Regions from separate parts of the Zea mays genome. Here region 1 is linked to region 2. A link is a contact called in public Hi-C data. All regions are on one chromosome and are shown on one strand. Each heading gives the region's core, a stretch centred on a gene start, on an enhancer-like site or on the middle of the called end of the contact. The rest is flanking DNA. Distances are from core to core; before and after follow the strand shown.

Evidence for each region. Hi-C and Micro-C count contacts between places; a contact is called where the count stands out from the background.
Region 1: a contact with region 2 is called in a Hi-C map of tassel, with 2.1 times the contacts expected there. The contact joins the promoter of LOC100501717 here to the promoter of LOC100281996 in region 2. A contact is called at or near these places in 3 of 25 Hi-C or Micro-C datasets (ear, leaf and tassel).

The regions. Positions count from the first base shown.
Region 1 is chr8:96,306,316-96,313,442 of Zm-B73-REFERENCE-NAM-5.0, reverse strand. LOC100501717 (Putative DUF231 domain containing family protein) reads right to left here and starts at 2,112. Exons shown (of 6, transcript NM_001362818.1): 1 at 1,606-2,112; 2 at 1,101-1,507. The coding sequence starts at 1,830.
Region 2 is chr8:96,065,929-96,072,898 of Zm-B73-REFERENCE-NAM-5.0, reverse strand. LOC100281996 (60S ribosomal protein L29-like) reads right to left here and starts at 3,506. Exons shown (of 3, transcript NM_001154911.2): 1 at 3,450-3,506; 2 at 3,221-3,354; 3 at 2,034-2,333. The coding sequence starts at 3,322. The coding sequence ends at 2,253.

The DNA of each region.
Region 1 (7,127 bases), core at 863-3,362, 240 kb before region 2:
ACAAAATAAATAAATGGTTAAAGTTGTAATACAGGTGACCCTGTCGTACCAAACTACGCCTTATATAAGAGAATGGAGGGAGTAGCAGTTAGTTGGAACTAGAAGTTGTTGCAACATCATGCAACAGCTCCCACTTGTATTTTTCCTATTTCTTTTTTAGATTCCAAACACTGTTACTTACCTCCCCATTCAACCACTTCCTCTCTAACGAACAGAACTTCTCTATCAAACAATAAATTGCTTAATATATTCAAAGAAAGACCGTAGCTTGATGTGAGTGCGGTCTCTTTTTCTCATCAATTATATAACACCTAACAGATTAAGTAACCCCATACACGAATCTTAGATGCCAAGAAACACAACTAATGAGTAGACTTTAACAGATCAACTTCACCTAACGTGCTCTGCAGACTAGATGCAGGGGAACCATGTACAGCCACTTGCCTTGATGAAAACTTGAGGGTGCTAGCAACAATGACAGAGTGATGCAAAAACTAAGCACGAACCCTCTACGAGATGCAAAAACTAAGCACAACCGTTGCAACAGTAAGATGAAAGGGTTCAGTTACAGCAAGGCTACACTACGAGATGTTGGTAATGCTGGAAGACGATCGATATTATTTTTCATCCATAATTAGTTGTTTGTTACTACTGTCCTGACAAATTGGGGGGGGTTATTGGTAGTGTTTTCTAGTGAGCAATACACCTGTACTCCTGGCGCAATTGCGCATCCGCAGACAAGTTGGGCGCATCACCACGTCAACACAGAGCGCAAAGAGACGAAAAGACTGCTGCGCCCCCCGTCTCTTCCCCAGGATGCAGACACGGGTCCGCTCAAGTGCTGTGATCTCTAATAAACAGAAAAGAAAGCGCGAAGTGATCTGGCCGCCCATGCGGAGCACGCGTCCACCTCCGCTTTCCAGTAATCTAGTTCCGCAAGCGAAAGCGCGCACGCACCTACCCTACCCTACGACGCGAGCCGGGCCGCGTAAGCCCGTATGGACGTACACGTATACGTATGGACAGCATCTGCAGGAAGGGGGAGAAAGGATAACGGAATGCAGTGGTAGGCAAGGCAAGCAAGGAAGCCGTGGTGGTACCTGGGGAGGTCGCAGCCGTCGGGCTGCCAGCGCCACTTCTGGTAGTCGTCGTCGCGGCGGCCGTTGCGCGTGCAGGTGACCTGCTCCGTGAGGAAGCTGCACTCGGACTCCTTGTACAGCGGCGCGCGGGACTCGTCGTACACCCAGCGGCCCTTGTACAGGTCGCAGGTCCCCTGGGCCTGATCCTGCTCCTGCTCCTGCGAGCCGCCGCCGCCGTGGCCCCCGCTTCCCCCTTCCACCACCTCCTCGGTCAGCGGCGCGTCCTGCTGCAGGGAGGCACCGGGCTTCGCCGCGCCCTCCTCGGCCTCCTCCTGCTGCTCGTGCGGGGGCGGGTCGGTCCGATCCGCGCCGTCAGACCCCACTGCCCTCGCCGGCGGCGCGAGCGTCTCTACGGCCGCCACCTCCTCCTGCACGAGGAAACGGAAGCCACCGTAGGTTTAGCTTACAGACAGCACCGAGCGAGCGACAGGTTAGTAGGAAAGGAGCAGGAACGGTAGGTGCCTACCCTCGCGACGCCGGAGACGGAGGCGGCGCCGTCGGAGGAGGAGAGCTTGGCGTACGCCGTCGGGCCGCCGTGCCTCCGCAGCGAGGCGGCGATGTGGGCGGCGTCGTAGAGCACGGAGACCCCCAGCAGCGTGGCGAGCGCGAAGACCGCGGCCACCTGTGCCCGCCTGCTGGGCACCCCGACAGCGAGCGGCCCGGCCCCGCCCTTCCGCCGCGGGATCCGCATCGGCACCGGCGCGGCACGGAACCGACTGGAGGGCCGCAGCTGGGAATTGGGACTTCCGCGACCTGCTGGCCTCGCTTGCGCCCACCGGGGACAACCGCGGTTGATTTCACCTCCTCCGCCTCCGCGGCGGCGGGGGCTGCAACTGCTAGCAGGAGGCAGGCAGCGGCAGCTTTCTTCGCGTTGCTCGATGTTTCTTTATGGCGGGGCGCGGGGCACGCTCTTCAAGAGGGAGCGGAGGACAGGACAAGCGGGTGGGGTGGGCGCCGCCACCCTGCGGGGTAGGGTCGGGTGTGCTTTGGGCCCAAGGGTAGCGAAATGCGTGGAGGGAAAGGGGGTACGGCACTTCTGGCGAGTGGTGGAGGGAGGAACTCCATGAAGGGTTACTGTTGCTTTATGGCCCAAAGTGGCCCAAAGCGCACGGTAATTACGCGAGTCTTCGCTTGCCGCCATGCATAATCGCAGGAGGATGGTCCGGGTAAGTGGGTAACGGTCAAAAGTGGCGCACTGCTCCATGCGACCGAGACGGCTGGTGATTGGCTTTTGTTTTTGCGTTGGAGCCTAGTATTTTTTTTCTTCTTTTAGTAATGGATAGTGGATTTCACCTCGTTAGGAGGGTAGCCAAAATTATTACTCCCTCGTTAGGAATAAAAAAGATTGACGTCCCGATTTTTTTTTCTCATTTGAAACTAAAATACCCTCATTAAAGCGTCGCTCTTGTGCAAGACAAGCCAAATGTCGCAGCGCGCGGGCGAGAAAAATAAAATCGTCAGCACGCCCAAAGAAAATAAAATCGCTGGCGCGTAGATGCATTAGACTATCCGCAATCGTTACCCCTAAATTTTTCCCCCTATATCACTTTTTCCCCTATTTTCCCATATTTTTTCATCTCCCGCAGCGGTTCCCCCTAAATACTCTCCCTATACCCCACTACCACTATAAAATATCATTTTTTATATCAACTATCAATTTTTTATCTACTAACAATTACTCGTGTACCCACAGCACAGTGTTTAGGGTGATGAACAGTGACACGCTAGATCTGGGGGGAGAGAGAAGGGGACCGACACGTAGAGGGCGCTGTAGGGGCACCGCTGCGGGCATAGGGTGCCCCCTACGCGCCGCATGCAAGGGGAGGGGGAGGGGGAGGGGCAGCGTGCACCACTACGGCTAGTCTTACACAAACACGCGGAGGGGGAGGGGGAGGGGCAGCGTGCACCACTGCGGCTAGTCTTACACAAACACGCCACCGTACAAACCGACCACGCCATGCCAAACGCTCCACAATGCATAAAAAATTAAAAAAGAAAGAAATTGTGGTTTGCTATGAGTGGGCTTCGAACTAAGATCACAGTCATCAAAACCACTCATAGTTAGTGCTGGGAATTGGGCTGTGCCGGGTCAGCCTGACCCAACCCATCGTACTTCGTGTCAAACGGGTTTGGGGTAGGAAAGTCCAAAAAACTTTTGGACCGTGTCGTGCCAGCCCGAATTGTAAAAACAGTGGCCCAGCCCGCCCCTAAACCACGACGTGTCTTCGTTGGGCCATGCCGGCCCAAGCCCGGCCCATATATTTGACCACATAAAAAATCAAAATATTACAATCATATAAAGTTCATAGTTTACTAACTTAAAGGTATTAAACAATTCTAGCATCATTTAACCACATAAACTCCAAATATAACAACAATATAAAGTCGATATCTTACTAAATTAAAGAAATTAAACAGATTGGGTTTAATTGGGCCGGAAGCCCGGCCCATCTATGCGGGCCGTGCCGGGGGCCCGATGGGCCGAAATTTGAGGCCCGGCCTAGGCCCGCCTTCGGGCTATGGTAGCCCGACCCATATTATTTCGTGTCGGGCGGTGCTTTGGGCTCATATTTTCGGGTCGTGCTCGTGCTGGCCCGAAAAGCCCGGCCCATATTCCCAGCACTACTCATAGTAACAACTCACATTAAAGAGGTATTTGCATGCAAATAGCACGAAAACATATTTATTACGGGTATGACAGGAAAGTAGACTTCCAATTATTGGCTCCTTGGTATATGAGATTGTCCAATTCATCAATTAAATCAATACTGCAGGGAGTACAAGATCAGCAGCGCATCCTTCTGCCCCAAGGAGAGGAACAAACCTCCAACACTAACAACAGTGAAACAAATGATAGATAGTTTGGTTACAACGCAATCCTACTTGTAAAGATTCATCCACTACTGGTGTAAATCTCCATTCCCACCATCTCTAATCATCGACAAGCGGCCTTTGTTTTGTCTCCTTCTACTTGGCTTTTCTGCAAGAGAGCCCAGAACCTAAGCCAGTATGTTCCCCTGAAGAGCTCTTGTAAAGAAGTTAGTATAGTGGTGTCGGAAAGGAAATTCTCCGGCCGGATGGCAGAACGCACCCGCCCTAAATCCTAAGATGAGGAGGGGCCTAAGCGTTTTGCCTGTCTGCTAAGTGATGAACGAACACAAGAACACACAAGGGTTTAGAGTGGTTCAGGCCGCCGGAGCGTAATACCCTACTCCACTGTGTGATGTATTGAGCTTGAGAGCTTGTATGAATTTGTGAGCCTGAGCTGGGTCTAAGTGAGCTTGAGTCTGCTTCGTTGCGTGCCTCCCCTTTTATAGCTGAAGGGGGCACGTACAAGGGTCCTGAGCCCCGACATGCGGGCCCAGGAACATAACAGATGTAATACTTCGAGCCACTAATGCTCGTCGCCAGGGCAATCTCCTTGCACCCTGATATCCGTGGCTTGCGTAGTATCGGCGTGCAGCGGAAGCTTCACTGGCAACGTACGAGTGATGATGAGCACAGTGTATGCCGCAGCACGGGCGTACTGCCTGCCACTGGAGCGGACGGGCACGCCGCCTGCAGGATGGCCTAGCCGCCGCCCGTCAGTAGAATGGACAGGGCACATTAAATGCTGAGGCGGCACATCGCTTGTCAGTGGAGTAGATAGGGCGTATTTAATACTGAGGCGGCACATCACCTACCAGCTTGACAGTTGGCGCGCCTCCTCCGCAATAAATGCGCGGCCCAGAGGCCTTACGTCTGGCTCCGCCCGCTTGCTTACGTCACGGGCAGTAGGCCACGTGGCAGCATCGGTTCTCCCCCTGAGCGGGGAGTGGGAGCGCTCGCGGTATGGTTCGGACACGTGTCAGCATCGGACCCCTGCCTGGCCTTGATTAAGGCATGGGTATTCTTTTCCTTGGAATCCCGGGACCCTACTTTGAGTAGCCCGAACCCCTCCTGAGAGGTCCGGGACCCATCCTAGGGGTCTGGTTTGTGTATCTAGGGTCCGGCACCTCCCGTAGGGGTTCGGACCCACCGTTGATACCTTAGAGTAGATTGTCTCCTCTGGCCACGTGGCGGTCCCAGAGCAGCCCACGTGGTGGGGTTGGGCGCTGTTTGCCGTGCGACTAAAGATAGCTGCATGGACACCGTGCCTTCATACTGTAGTAAGGGGTACCCCTGATTCAGGGTACCAACAGTGGCCCCCGGGCCCGCCTCAAAGGAGGAAACGAGTCTATAGGTGGGGCCAAGTTTAATTGGCGATTGGCACGCTGCTTCTGTGCGCTTGCTGTCGTAATTACTGCCAGTCCACCCTCGGTTACGCCAACTGTCACGCCTTTCCCCGTGGCTGACTGACCCGTGGTCTTCGCACTTGATGGTTTTGCTGGGCCATGCGCGGCGAGCCTCGATACCGCTGCATTGGTTTTGAAAATTCACCTTCTCTATCCTCCGCGGTGGCCCCGAGGAGGCGCGGTACTGGCGCGAGCGGCAGTTCGACTTCTCTGCACCTAGGAACTGGCGCCCAAGGAGGATGACTCGTGGGCCCGGGCCCCTGTGTCAGAGACTGGGCTGTTGGTTTCGGCGGAGGTGAAGAGGCACACTACCGCAGGCGGTGGCGTGCTCCTCACGCGGCAGTTCGCCTTCTCCGCACATGGAGGCCGACGCCCGAAGAGTATGACTCATGGGCCCGGGTCCCCATGTCAGAGACTGGTCCGCTGCTTTCGGTGGGGGTGGAGAGGTGCACTACCGCATGCGGTGGCATGCTCCTCATGCGGCGGACTGGTCTGCTGCTTTCGGCGGAGGTGAAGAGACGCACTACCGCAGGCGGTGGCGTGCTCCTCACGCGGCGGTTCGCCTTCTCCGCACACGGAGGCCGACGCCCAAGGAGCATGACTCGTGGGCCCGGGCCCCTCGAGTCCTCCGTGCTATTCTGCCGCTGTAGCTGCCATGGCCTTGCTAGATCCTCCTGAGCGTCTCTAGCCCGAGGTGGCACTCAACTTGGTGCACAACCTGCTCGGATGGGGTGTGTTGGCGTTCGCCGGAAAGATCTGTGTCGGTGCCTCTCCTCACGGTGATCTCGCCGCTGGAGAGTTTGTGTTCTTCGTCTCCAACCTCCCTAGCGGGTTGGTGCTGCTGATCCCGTCTTTCTTCGTGCTGCTGTTGGAGGGGCTTGGCCTCCAACCTCTACACGTTACGCCCTGCTTCATCCTTCAAGCGGCCATCATCGCCTACCTCCGCAGGATGTTCGTGGGGGCGACGCTCCTTCCCGCTTCTTCCTCCAGCATTCGGGGGGAAGGATGTTAACCAGCCTCGTGAAGGTGGACAGCGGGCTGAGCTGCGGCTCCATCCCTCGCGCCCCCAACTCCTTGGGGTGGGAAGCGAGCCGTGCTGCGGCTCCATCTCTTTGGCTTTGATGGCTTCGGTGCCGCCTCCAATGGTGTCCGCTGGCCTAGCTGCTGAGGACGCCACCCGGGGGGTCGTACAAGACGTCGTACGCCGTGGAGATGGTGTCCGCGCGCTTTCAACGCAACCCTACTGATGTCGAGTAGGTCATACCTGTAGACATAAGGCTAGGGCCCCGCTTGAAGGCGGATGTAATAACTTTGTTTCTGTAAGGTACTTTTTGAGTACTATTTATCGAGCAGTATTAGCACTTATCTGCATACTATTTGTCCCTATTGTGTGTGGCGCTGCCGACTCCTCCCTGGTACCTAGCCCCCTGGGATGTAGGCTCGACGTGTCGAGGCTGGGTACCAGCATACCTAAAAGAGTTGGCAACGACCCCCAGGAGGCAGCCTCGACTGGGACCTGGGCCTGAACACAGCTTCGGCTAGGGAGCGTTAGTAGCACACCCATAGGACCCATCATTTGACATTAGCCATCCTTTGATACATGCACGGGACCTGCAGGTTTTAGTCTGGGGGGCCAAGTTGTGTGTCCAGACCCCCTGGACCGTGGTTCCAAATACTAGGACACCCGTCGCAGAGTGGTGGAGCGTGCAGGCTT
Region 2 (6,970 bases), core at 2,257-4,756:
AGGTGGCTGCGTGGGTGGGGGCAGTGCGGCCGGCGGTGGCTGCGCTGTCAGGGACGGGTGCGGCGGTTGGGGTGGATGGGCGGCTTGTGGATTGGGGAAGGGGAGGTGGCCTGTCAGCATGGCGTTCATGGTGATCTGCATATCGCGCACGGCGTGGCTGAGATCCGCCAAGGACGCCGCGATCTGGGCCGGTGTAAGCGCGGGGGCGGCCTGCTGGTTGATGGCCGCGCCGGGAGGGCCGAGCGCCATGGCCTCCGACGGCGCAGGGACCGCGGCCAAGGAGACGACCGGCGCTGCGGGCGGGCTTGAGGCTGGCGGCGGCTGCTGTCCCGGTGACAGCGACTTGGAGGAACTCATGATCGTCGAGTGCTCTGATACCAGATTGGTAGAACTACGGATTCTACCGGACAGATTGCGTAGATTGTAGGGAGGGGATTTGGTGCGACCAGGGCGGCGGCGCTGGGGCGCCGTCGTGATCCTGGCTGGGTTGCACGCAGGGAGAAGATCACAGGAGACTCTGGCTCCCTCTGCGAAGCCAGAATAGATTGGAATTCTGCTTATCTTTATTCCAGAGTTTACAGATCTATATATAGAGCTATCTCAAGTCTATCTACTAACTTTGGATAAGTATAACTATCTAGATAGAGTTGATCTAAGTCTATCTACTAACTTTGGATAAGTATAACTAACTAGATAGAGCTTATCTATTAGCTATCGGGCCTTGGGCCCCACCTGGGCAGCCTTGGCCCTATTGCGCCTAACATAGGTTTGGCCATACATAACATATGCACTGTAGACTGCACTGTTTGCAGAGTGATGTTTGAATATGGGTATGAGTATGAATAAGCTGCTGGAGATAGTCTTAAAATGACAACGATGCACCATCAGCATCGCTACCGCATAAACACGCTTCTCCTGCTTGATCATAACTGGAACTAGAAACAGAGGTTGTTGTTCACAAAACCCATGATACCGACACACTGAGCTGAGCACATATCCATGTCACGTTGTTAATTGGCCGACGTTGTTGACCAAACATTCAACATGTTCGCTTAGATTTAATCTGTATCGACTTCTGCAGTGTTTTATCTTTATGGATTGTAGTTGCAGGAGTTCAAACAACTAGCTTTAATCTAAAGCGAACTAAGGAAACCAGTGTAGCCAATGTTGGAGAGGCAAACGGAAAACTTTGTGAATAGAAGGAAACCTGAATAGATCCATTTGAATTCCGAGGTTTCACCCTAGCTATACATGCTCGTCTATGGAAAAAAATTGAGTTTCAAAGAAGATTGGTTATGCATAACAAACCTGAAAAGGAAAAAAGCTGCAACAGGGTCGTGAGTCGTGACGTCACCTTCAGATTGTGAAATTGAGCAGAACAGTCAGGCACGGCTGGCCTCTTATCGCTGGGCTTATTTACTGTGTTTTTAAATATGACTGCTAAGATCAAGATTTTGTGATGCAAAACAGAGCAGGCAGTCGATGTGGCTTTGCCATTTGATAGTATACCTTTCAGGCTATTTGGATCCATTTATTTCAAAGAAATTAAAATTTACTTAACAAAGTAACATATTTGACTTGAAATTTGACATTCCACCACTTTTCAAAATTCAGAAATAAGTATAATTTAAAATCATAGGTGAAAGATGAAAAATAATTTTATGTATTAGTAGAATATATTTCTACTCTGCAATTTATAGGACACTCATCGACTTTAGTAAAAATGTAGCACATAAATATTTCAAACATCTTTTTAATAATAATATACAGTTATATTTTGCCTAAAACCATATTAACTTAATTGATAGATGACTAAATTAATATTATTAGAATGGAATTCAATTCAAGCATCCAAACGGGGCATCAGAGATGAAGCTCATGAGACAATTGCGAAAGCAAAGCATGTTCACTCGCATCACAGGTTAGCACTGGGAGGCTGTGTCACCAAAGCCACAAACTACCGACATGAAGAGGCAAGAAATTGACAGTGTAAGGCAAGAAATCAACAGGTAAATTGGAGATAACAGCACAGGTCACAGAGAACCGAAAATGATACATTAAGTGCCCGATTCTCAAGGACACAACTGATGATTTTAGTTAAATAAACTCCAGATAGGCAACAAGACAAAAAAACAACACTTCAGTACCAATTGATGAATCTCTTTTAATCATACAGATGTGAAAATTAAGTTCACAACTAAGACCCTAACGATACAAGAGATGCATTTGTCGCCACAAACTCAGGCATCATCTCACTCCTCTGACTCAGCCTCACAACTCTTCTTATTGCCCTTCCTTGAGTACCTCAAGTTCCTCAGAAACTTGGGGTCCATCTAAAAGCACACAAAAGAGATCATTAATAGATCATAAAACCCAGTCCAAAACGGCATATTAAGCAAACAGACACAGCAAACAGGAAATAAAAATGAAATTTCAGCAGAGTACAATATTTATGTCAAAAAAATGCAAGTAAAAATAGTCAATATTAAACTACCTAAACCTTCCTCAGAAAACAATTATAATGTTTCAGCAGATAAAGAATAAGTAAAAAATTATTAAAAAAACACACAATTGAAATCAGAAGATGAAACACCAATAATACTAGAGATCATCATACATACTAATTTGTTGTGCAAACAATTTTTTTGGTCAAACAAAGTACATAGCCTGAGATTTAAAGTGTCAATAGCACTCATTCTGTAGGCAAACATCAGTTGTAGCATAAGAATTCAGTCAAATATCAACTAAAATAGCTAAGTAGCTGGCAAAACTTCGATGATACCAGAAGGTATGCAACAAGATTAATATATAAAGACATTCATGTCATGGTAATATTTTAAAAATAAGACGCCAATACAATAAAATACTCACATCCAAAAATATTAGTCGTTTTAGCTCTTGATTTTTATGTCTATGCTTAAATGGATGATAATGAATCTTAGACACATAAAACAAATACATTTGCAGCATATTTCGTCAAAAATAACACGGCAGTCAGCAAGGCAATTTCGAAGGAACAACAGAAAACTAGTATAAATAGGAGCATCTAGTAATGATAGCATCAAGGCATGCTACAAACAAAACTACTGCATTTGCACTCGGGCACAGGCCACAGGCCACATAATAAATATGATCATGTTTCAGCGAAAGGGTAGCTTTCGAATTCAAATCTACTAGCATGTTGAGAGGCGAACAACTGCAATGAAAGGGAAGCACGTACCCCCTTGGTGGAGGTCTGGCGGTGGCGCTTGGGCTTCTTGATGCCGTTCTTGTGCGCCTTGAACGACTGGTTATGCGCCGTGTGGTTCTTAGACTTGGCCATTCCGAACCCCTCTTGCTCCTGCTCCTAATCACCTGTGGTTCCACCATCGGTTCCAAAAAAAAAATCGAGCGATGAACGATCGCGTCAGGAAGAAGACGAGGGACAGATGTTCTCTCTTGTTTCTTACCGGCGTCGGGGGCGCGGAGCAGCTCCGCGGCGGCGTTAAGTGAGCTAGGGTTTCGGGAGAGACGAATCTTCGAGGTTGGGTTTATATAGACGAGGGGGCATTCTCTCAAACCCATTTTTGTACGAGGCGCGGATTCAACCCAGCAGAGGCCCGTTAAGGCTTTGTTCGTTTTGTGCCAATCCATATGAATTGAAAGGGATTAAATCTCCTACAAGTCAAAATCCTCTTCAATCTCTTTCAATCTCCCTCAATTCCTATAGTTTTAGGATCAAACGAACATGGCCTAAGAGATTTTGTTTTACTCTCAATTCATATGAATTAGTTGTGATTAAGTGGGTTTAAATTTCAAACAATTTACAATATTTCATAATTTTTTTAATCTCATCCAATCTGCATAAAATATAAATAACCGAACAAGACCTAAAACTGAGGTTCTGAGTTAAAATTCTATGAAAATCTAACGTTATTTTGACTATCAGTCCTCATGCAAGACTCAAGTGGGTTGTAAATCTTCCACCACCTTAGAGCAACTTTAATAGACTAGCATTTTATAAAGATAAATATGGCTACTATTAAAAGAAAAACATCTCTCACAAACTATGTAATTGCTTTTCAAATTTAGTACCTCTTCATTTATCCATCTTCGCTCTCTATTTTTAGATAGCATGTTTCATTCACCATTCAGTCAGTTGGTTTACAGAGTCTGTTTTATTAGTCTACTATTTTTGTGAAATCTATTTTAGAGAGTAGCTAAATCGGTACATTTAGCTAATCTTTTCGAGTTGCTCTTATATTAGAATTTTACTCTATATTTAAAGAAAATTCTCTATTATTATATATATAGTTTACATATTATAAGTCTTAGGCTTCCAATAACTAGATGAAGTCCTGGCCCCCGGTGCCATCCGGTTCAGCCGAACCAGATTCGGGTGGCTATAAAAACACCCACAGGTCGCTGGAATTAGGTTTTAGCGACGGTGGTGGTTCTCTCGGGCGTGCGAGTGGCGGCGATCCCGGGGGCCGGCGGTGGCACTCCCCCAGGATCACGCGACGGCGGCGCTCCCGAGGCGGGCGGGCAAGCGGCGGCGCTCTCGAGGCGGCCGGGCAAGCGGCGGCGCACCCCAGTGCGGGTGGCGACGGTGGTTGCGCGAGACGTGGTAGGCTTCGGCAGCGGCGGTGGTGGCCATGGGACACGCGGGTCGCTCCGGCGGTCGTGCGAGGCGCGGTCGTCTCCAGCGATGGCGACAACGCGAGGCGTGGGTGGCTCTAGCATCCTTCAATGACCAACTCCTCCGATTTGGTGGCTTCGGTGGCGTCCTTTGATCTAGCGGCCTCAGGATCGTCCTCTAGCGACGAACTATCTGATCCATGTTTATGCCAACAATGATTATGTTTTTATGCCTGCTATTTACACTATTTATGTATTCAAGTGATGATTTTTTACGACGATGAATACGATTTCTACGTCTGCCATAAAATTATCCCAAATTCCCGCAGGGGCTGTTAGTTGAATCGATATTATGTTTTTTATCAATTATGCTACACGGTGTATATATTTATGCGACTTTGTATAAGAATTTATGCGCGTGATCATGTCATCATATTTTTTGCATGCGTGAAGTGCAAACGAAAATATCATCAAAAATTTACGCGCATGCACTGAAAACTCCCAAGGTCTGCCATAATTTTTGGATCTGCATAAAAATAAAAATTGCATGCATTCGACACCCTTTTTGGATGTATCACAAAAAATAGGATCCTGAATACAACACATTAGAGTTATCAACCTCTCTCACATGGATCGGTATTTATGGACATAACTGAGGGGTTTTACGCTCAAAACTTAAGGTTTTTACGCTCGAATCTAGAGATGTGTATACCAGTGTACCACGTGCAGCGTTCCGTATTTCATAAATATCAAGACCGTGTAACATAATTAGTATCAATATATATCATAAACTGGTTGTAACGAGCCTAACTGCATGGCTGTTAGAGTGGTCCTATATTTATGTAAGAAAATGCAGCATTTAAAATAAGATTTTATTGTTTCCATGCATACCAATCAATTTCCTTTCATCGCACATTCCTGTCATCCTAAATTTACGCACATGTAGTAGGAAAAAGATTTTTACGTAGTGTACCGAATTGCATAAATATCTACATCATATAACATAATTAATATCAGCAAATATAATAAACTGGTTCTAACGATCCTAGTTGCATGACTGTTGGAGTGATCCTATATTCATGAAGTCATCTAATTTTTGCATGCATGCAATGGAAATGAAAATGTGATCCAAAATTTACGTACATGCAATAAAACTCCTACGATCTGCCATAATTATCGGATCTACAATAAAAATAGGATCTGCATGCACGCACTGCGCATGTGCACGTGGTCGAGTGGTTGGACAGGGTTTTTACGCTATCTCTGTGAACTATTTACGCTATTTTTGTGGACTATTTACGCTATTTGCGCATAAAAAATAGAACCACAATTTATGCCTTGTGTCCCACGTGGGAGGTTGGTTGTTAGACCGAGAGTTTGACTGACACATGTGGGAGAGGTTGACCTGGTGCATGGGCACTGGGCAGGGGGCACACCTGACGACCTGGCGTGGGTGTGTAGGGACGCGCACTGGTGCGATCCAGCCAGATAGGGGTGGTCGGCCTGGGCTTCCTCTAACATTTGGAAGCTCAGTGCTTCCAATATACCCTCCATATTTGGAAGCTCAGGGCTCAACTCTTCATGGCACAGGTCTACAAACTGGATGGACTTCCCTTGGCAATTGTTTCCGACAGAGACCCCATCTTCACGAGACAGTTTTGGTAGCACCTTTTCAAACTGTCTAGCACGGTTCGTCGTACCATCCTCAAACTAACGAACAAACCAAACGGTGTTAATCAATGTCTCGAGTCATTCCTCCGGTGCTTTATCAGTGCATGTCCAAAGAAGCGAAAAGATTGGTTGGCCGCGGCTGAATACTAGTATAATACACGTTTTCACTCCTCCCTTGGTCGATCACCCTTCGAGGTTCTATACGGCCGCCAGCCCAGATGTCTTGGCTTGTCTGTTAATGACATAGTGACTGCTAGTCTACCTTCCTAGCTGGCTTCGGGAGCGCTCAGTAATGCAAGAATTGGTTCATGAGGCATGAGCACCTACTTTGTGCGCAAAGCCGTATGAAACGCCAAGCAGACAAAAACAACCGCTCGGAACACAGCTTTGCAGTAAATGATTGTGTTTACCTCAAGCTGCAGCCCTATGTCCAAGCTTCTGTCATGCCCCATGCACATCATAAGCTCAACTTCAAATCCTTTGGACCCTATCAAATCCTTGCCGCGCACATACATGAATATTGTCAATTATGGTGCGAGGTAAATCAGCTTCGCTTAATGCACAATACCTCCGACCTTATCAAGTGGAAGTTTACTATGAGTGGCCAGTACACAACTCAGTCAGCCTACCAAGCGCAATTTTATGACTCCACATGCAGGAATTTTAATAGTATAATTTGGAG